Regions from separate parts of the Gossypium hirsutum genome. Here region 2 is linked to region 1. The links are chromatin contacts, called in public Hi-C maps. All regions are on one chromosome and are shown on one strand. Each heading gives the region's core, a stretch centred on a gene start, on an enhancer-like site or on the middle of the called end of the contact. The rest is flanking DNA. Distances are from core to core; before and after follow the strand shown.

The links. A called contact is a pair of places that touch in the nucleus more often than the background predicts.
Region 2: a contact with region 1 is called in a Hi-C map of leaf, with 2.3 times the contacts expected there. The contact joins the enhancer-like site here to the promoter of LOC107945870 in region 1. A contact is called at or near these places in 6 of 34 Hi-C or Micro-C datasets (callus and leaf).

Annotation. Positions count from the first base shown.
Region 1 is chrD12:41,193,970-41,196,669 of Gossypium_hirsutum_v2.1, reverse strand. LOC107945870 reads right to left here and starts at 1,321. Exons shown (of 3, transcript XM_016880023.2): 1 at 653-1,321; 2 at 495-559; 3 at 1-377. The coding sequence starts at 1,143. The coding sequence ends at 307. LOC107947528 (cytochrome P450 703A2) reads left to right here and starts at 2,626. Exons shown (of 2, transcript XM_016882152.2): 1 at 2,626-2,700.
Region 2 is chrD12:41,298,540-41,301,239 of Gossypium_hirsutum_v2.1, reverse strand. No RefSeq gene overlaps it. Among protein-coding and RNA genes, the nearest start is that of LOC107945001, 10 kb to the left of the region's middle. Within about 2 kb of position 1,264, at least 2 of the 9 cell types and tissues checked have an H3K27ac peak or open chromatin away from gene starts, as enhancers often do. A contact at or near this core is called in leaf, where this site is marked.

The sequences.
Region 1 (2,700 bases), core at 72-2,571:
ACAAAAACTCCAAAATACTGAAGCACTCCTACACAAACAACCAAATTGTTGAAAAATAGAACTCAATCATCATCCCTCAAAACGGTAAATGTAAGCACTAATCTTTGTCCGGCTCGGTTTTATGGTTTTTCAAAAAAAAAAATGGAAAAATACAAAAAAATAAAAATTACATGACCCTTAAATTTTTCAAAATTACATTTTAACCTTCAATTTTTTAAAATTACATTTTGGCCCTATATTTTTCTAAAATTTCGATTTTGCCCCAGAAAGTTTTGCATCCTCTACAATTTAGTCCTTCTGGACATGTCAAATCACCCAATCGGCATCTCCAGCTACTCCGGCAGCCTCCTTAGGTTCATGATGCCCTCCACTGTCACCTGAAGACAAAGAGAAAGAAAACAAATCGGTGAGATTAAAAGAAGAAAAATGAGAGGGAGAGGGGGATTCGAAAAAAAACAAAAAAAAAGAAGCAAAAAAAAATAAAAAATCCGAACAACAGCAGCCAAAGGCCATCGCCACCGTCGCGCAACCACCGCCACCGCAACCGTCGCACCACCACCTAAAAGCCAATCACGAAGCAACCAAACAAAAAAATGAAGCAAAAAATTTCCAAAAATCAGCAGCCAAGAATCATATTTTAAAAAACGTTTACCTTTGAATCGCAGGCCACCGAGGCGAAGAAGAGCCGAGGGCGAGCGCGGCGGCGACGCCTTCAACTTTGGGGGTTGTCGAAATAGAAGAGAAAGAGAGAAGGAAAGAAAAAAGAAGGGAAAGAAGAAAGAAGAGAAAAAAAAGAAAAGGAGAGAAAGAAGACAGAGAAAGAAGGGAGGAGCGCCGGCATCGTCGCATCACCGGGCGAAAGACAGCGGCGGCTAGGGTTTGAAAAGAAGAAGAAAAGAAAGAAAAGAAGAAGAAGAAGAAAAAAGGAAAAAAGGAAAAAGGAAAAAGAAGAAAAAAAAACATAACATAACAGCCGGGTTGACCCGACCCGAACAGCAACCCACAGCAGCCAGCAGACCGGTGCAGCATCAGCAGGCCACCAGCAGCAGGCCACACCACCAGCAGCCCCAAGCCCAGCAAAAGAAAAAACAGCAGGCCCACGCTCCCAGCAGCCCAGCACCCAGGCAGCCCCAGCAGCAGCATAGCAGGCCCTCCAGCAGCAGCCAGGCCCAGCGTGCAGCAGCTAGCAAGCCAGCATCCGGCCCAGCGCCCAGCGGCCCAATCTGCCAGAAAAAAAAGAAAGGAAGAAAGAAAAAAAGAGAAAAGGGCCCATTCTTCAAGCCCATAATTTCGGGCCGTAGGTAATATTTTTATCCTTTTTAATTTAGTCCATGTATTTAATTGTTGTTTCGTTTTAATTGAATTAGCATTTTTAAATAACTTTTTTTAGAAATATTATTACATTTATTTTACTTGCATTTTTAAAATAAAAAAATTTACTTTAATGGTTAAGGCAATGAATCGTTTTAACATTAAGCCATTGATTTTATCGCTATGTTGGGTGAATATCATCGGTTCATGTTAAATACGAGACGCCCTTCTAAAAAAATGAAAAATTTAAAAATTCTCGTGTTTTAAAATAAAATATCTATCTTTTGTAAATTATCAAATTATATATATTTTTTAAAATACATAATAATATGTAATTTATCAAATTTTTTGTTTTTTTAAGAGAAAAAGAAAAATTTGGATCACGGTTAAGTATTAAATTGAACTCGTTTTTTTTAATTTAAGACAACACACGTTTAACGAGATACCAATTTTGGGCGTCGCGAGGGTATAATACCTTCCTCGCGCGTAACTAACTCCCTAACCCTAATTTTGTCTGGAATTTTGACATGGACCTAACTCAGCCTTTTTTTTAAATAAAATTTACAAAATAATTTTTCTATTAAGAATAAGATTTATTAGGTGTCCGATCACACCTAGAAAAAAAAATCGGTGGCGACTCCCTTTTTTAAATAAAACCGAAACTTTACTTTTAAATTTTCAATGATCACGTCGACTAGCGCCCATGCAAAAAAAATTTTAAGTCGCTACAGTATATACATAAGAGTAAGAGTGAAACAAGATAGAAAAACACTCGTCACCAAACAAAAATCATTTATCACCAAGCTTTAAATAACGCAAGACTCCTCACCACTAGGTAGTAATAGCATCAGCCATTTCATTACTGAGAACAAATGCGAATATTATCATATGGTGCTAATGTTTTGTAATGTTATTCAGTTTTGTCTTGATGTTGTCATGTTTTCGGCTGCTTAGTGTTCCTTGGCCTGTTAATGCTGCAACAATGTGTATCCATGTACTGGTCTTCATCTCTATTAATAGATTTTTTTCTATTTTTCAAAAAAAAAATCGATCAAAATATCTTTAGCACCATCAAGCATCTTGCTCTTAAATTCTTCACACTAATACATGAATATTTTTTTTAACCAGAATTTCGTATCAACAATTTATAAAATTAAATTGTAATCTGTAAATAAAAATTGAAAATCAAATGCATATTAACTACATGCAAATACCATTTTCTTTGTGGTAAGAGAACACAACGGATCATAACATATATCACCCTTCACCAACCTAGCAGGGCCTTGCTATCACAAGCTTCGGCATGTCAAGAATGTGGAACTCAACATTAAACTATATATTTTTTGGTGCATATATTTTGTTATTTATATGATACCATACAAACCCATA
Region 2 (2,700 bases), core at 15-2,514, 100 kb before region 1:
TTTATTTATATATTTGGTTAAAATATGGTTCAAGTCCCTATACTTTTCGTGCATTTGAAATTTAGTCTTTCTACTTTAATTTTCTAGAATTTAGTCTCCTATATACTTTTTCTAATTTCAAAATTTAAGTTTAATTTTAATTGTTAACACCATTAAAATTGTTGGGTTAAATTCAAAAAAACTGAGTTGGTACTAGTAGAATTAAAAAGTTGATAATAATGTTAACAATCCAAAAAGCAAAAGAAATAAATTCTAAATATACTTTGTAAATTCGCACATGTTGACTATAGAAAAGAAATTATAATTAATTTTCATGTTAATTATTTGTTTATTATGATCAGTAATATTGATTCTTGAAATTTAATTAATCCAATAAAAAAAATTGGCTCTTTGCAACTCTTTAGGGCTAAGATAATTATTCTTTGTTGCATAATCTTTTCAATCTAATCCAGCAGATTCCTTTAGGATTAGAGATTAGATCCATAATTATCTTATAAAAAAATAAATTAAATCTTCAATGGCATCAATTATAGTAGTTTTACATATTCTTATCATTTTTTACGATATTTAATTATTTTTTAGCGTAAAAAAATTTTGACCACCAAAGATATATTAGAAAAAGGCATTATATTATATTAATATGATAAATATATTAGATCGATTTACATGATAAGTTTAATTATATTGATGAATTCAATTAAGGAATCGATTGTAAAAAAATTATGAATATGTTAATTTTAGATTCAATTAAGTAAATCAATTAAATATATATTTATATAAAGTGGAAAAAGAAAAGCTATTGTATCTTGATAGAATCTTAATGAATTGTTCTCATTTTTCTTTGGTTAAAATATTTTGGTTCTTCTACTTTTCAAATTTCATAATTGAAATCCAATTGTTAATACTGTTAAATTTTTTATTAAATTTATAGATGTGACATTTTAAAATAAAAAAAATATTCATTTGATAACTATGTAACTAAAAATATAACGTCGTGATAACCTTGAGTTTAACAAAAAAATTTTAAAAAATTAACCGTTCAACTTGAATTTTGAAATTTAAAAAAATAAAAGAACTAAATTCTAAATTTTTAAAAAATACCCAAAATCTCAAAATCTAAAAAGAAATAATTAGAGAGAGGGGTTGACTAGAGAAAATTTTAGAGGCTTTTAGGGAGATAATAATATTACTGGAAATGGATGATTGGTGTGGGACAAAGTGTGGTCTTTGGGGGTGAATGTCCATCGTACACCCCATGCGGAGACCAATTTCACTTTGTGTTTCTTTTGATTGGCCTTTGGCCTAGTGCTCAATTTTTCTTATGGAAGGGGATCCCCCACACAACAAAAAAATTTTAAGGTACCAACCCTAGGGTTTTTTTAAGATATTTGAGGTAGGGTGTACCTTGCAATTTTGATAAAATTTCATGAAAATTATTGTATTATAAATCAGATTTTGTTTTATTTTTTTATTCAAAAAAATAGGTAAATTATTCTTTATATGTTGATTAAAGAGTAAATTTATCATTTCTATTAAAAAATTCATCAATTTTTATTATTAAAAACTAGCGTGACAGATAGAATAACTAGACAGTTACACGTAGCATGCAACGTATATCTTATTCTGACTTACAGGGACCAGTTTTTAACAGTAGAAATTGATAGAATTTTTAACAAAATAATTAGTTTGCTCTTTGATTTAATGTGTAAAGACTAATTTGCCAATTTTCCGAGTAGAAGGGATAAAATGCAATCTAACTCCTAGTACAAGGGCCTCCATGGAAGAACCAATTTGCTCGTTAATCAGACTAACAACCCCATTTTTTTTAAGCAGGGGCAAAATGCAATTTGATTCTTAATACGTAAGCCTCCATGATACTTGTACCTAAAAATTATAAAAAGAAGGTCGGTTTAGATTTAAAAAAATATTAAAAGGGATATCAACAAGTGTTACAAACAAATAATTTAATTAATTATATTGTTCATATTTATTGATATGTTTGGAAAGTTGATTTAGTATATAAATTTACGTGTAATTATTTGTAATTCATTTATATGTATGCATGGATGACTATAATAATTAGTGAGTCTCATTAAGCGTAATCGATACAAGCAATTACATTTGTGTCACATTGTTTAGTAGCTATTGTAATTAGTTGGTCTTATTGAATAGAATGTAATCTGAGCACCTTAATTATTTGCTTCAATTCATATCTCATGGTTGAAAATTGAAAAAATTACGCGTGGCAATTAACCATGATGACTTTTAAACAAATTTAAAAAATTAGAATCTTTTACAATTCTAAGAATGTATGATTACTATCTATTACTTACACCTTTTTTCAATTACGTTATCACGAATAAATACATACAAATAATCGGATAGGTGATCGAATCGGTCAGACCATTGATTCTCAATTCAATCGTTGGTCTAACAATAAATAAATAAAAAATTATAAAAAAAGGTAAGAAAACACCGTTCAACCACCTTTTTTTTTGTTTCAATTTTTAATTTTTATCCAATCTGAGTAGTTCACTTAGAGAGTGATTTAACCTCTATATCAAGATTGATATGCGGAACAATTCTTAAATAGCAAAAAAATAAAAATAAAAATCTGATGAGGATATTCATGAGGGGGCTTTTTTTTGGTTCTGATATTGTCTTTTACTTGCTTGTAAACCCTAGCATGTTTGCTCATTT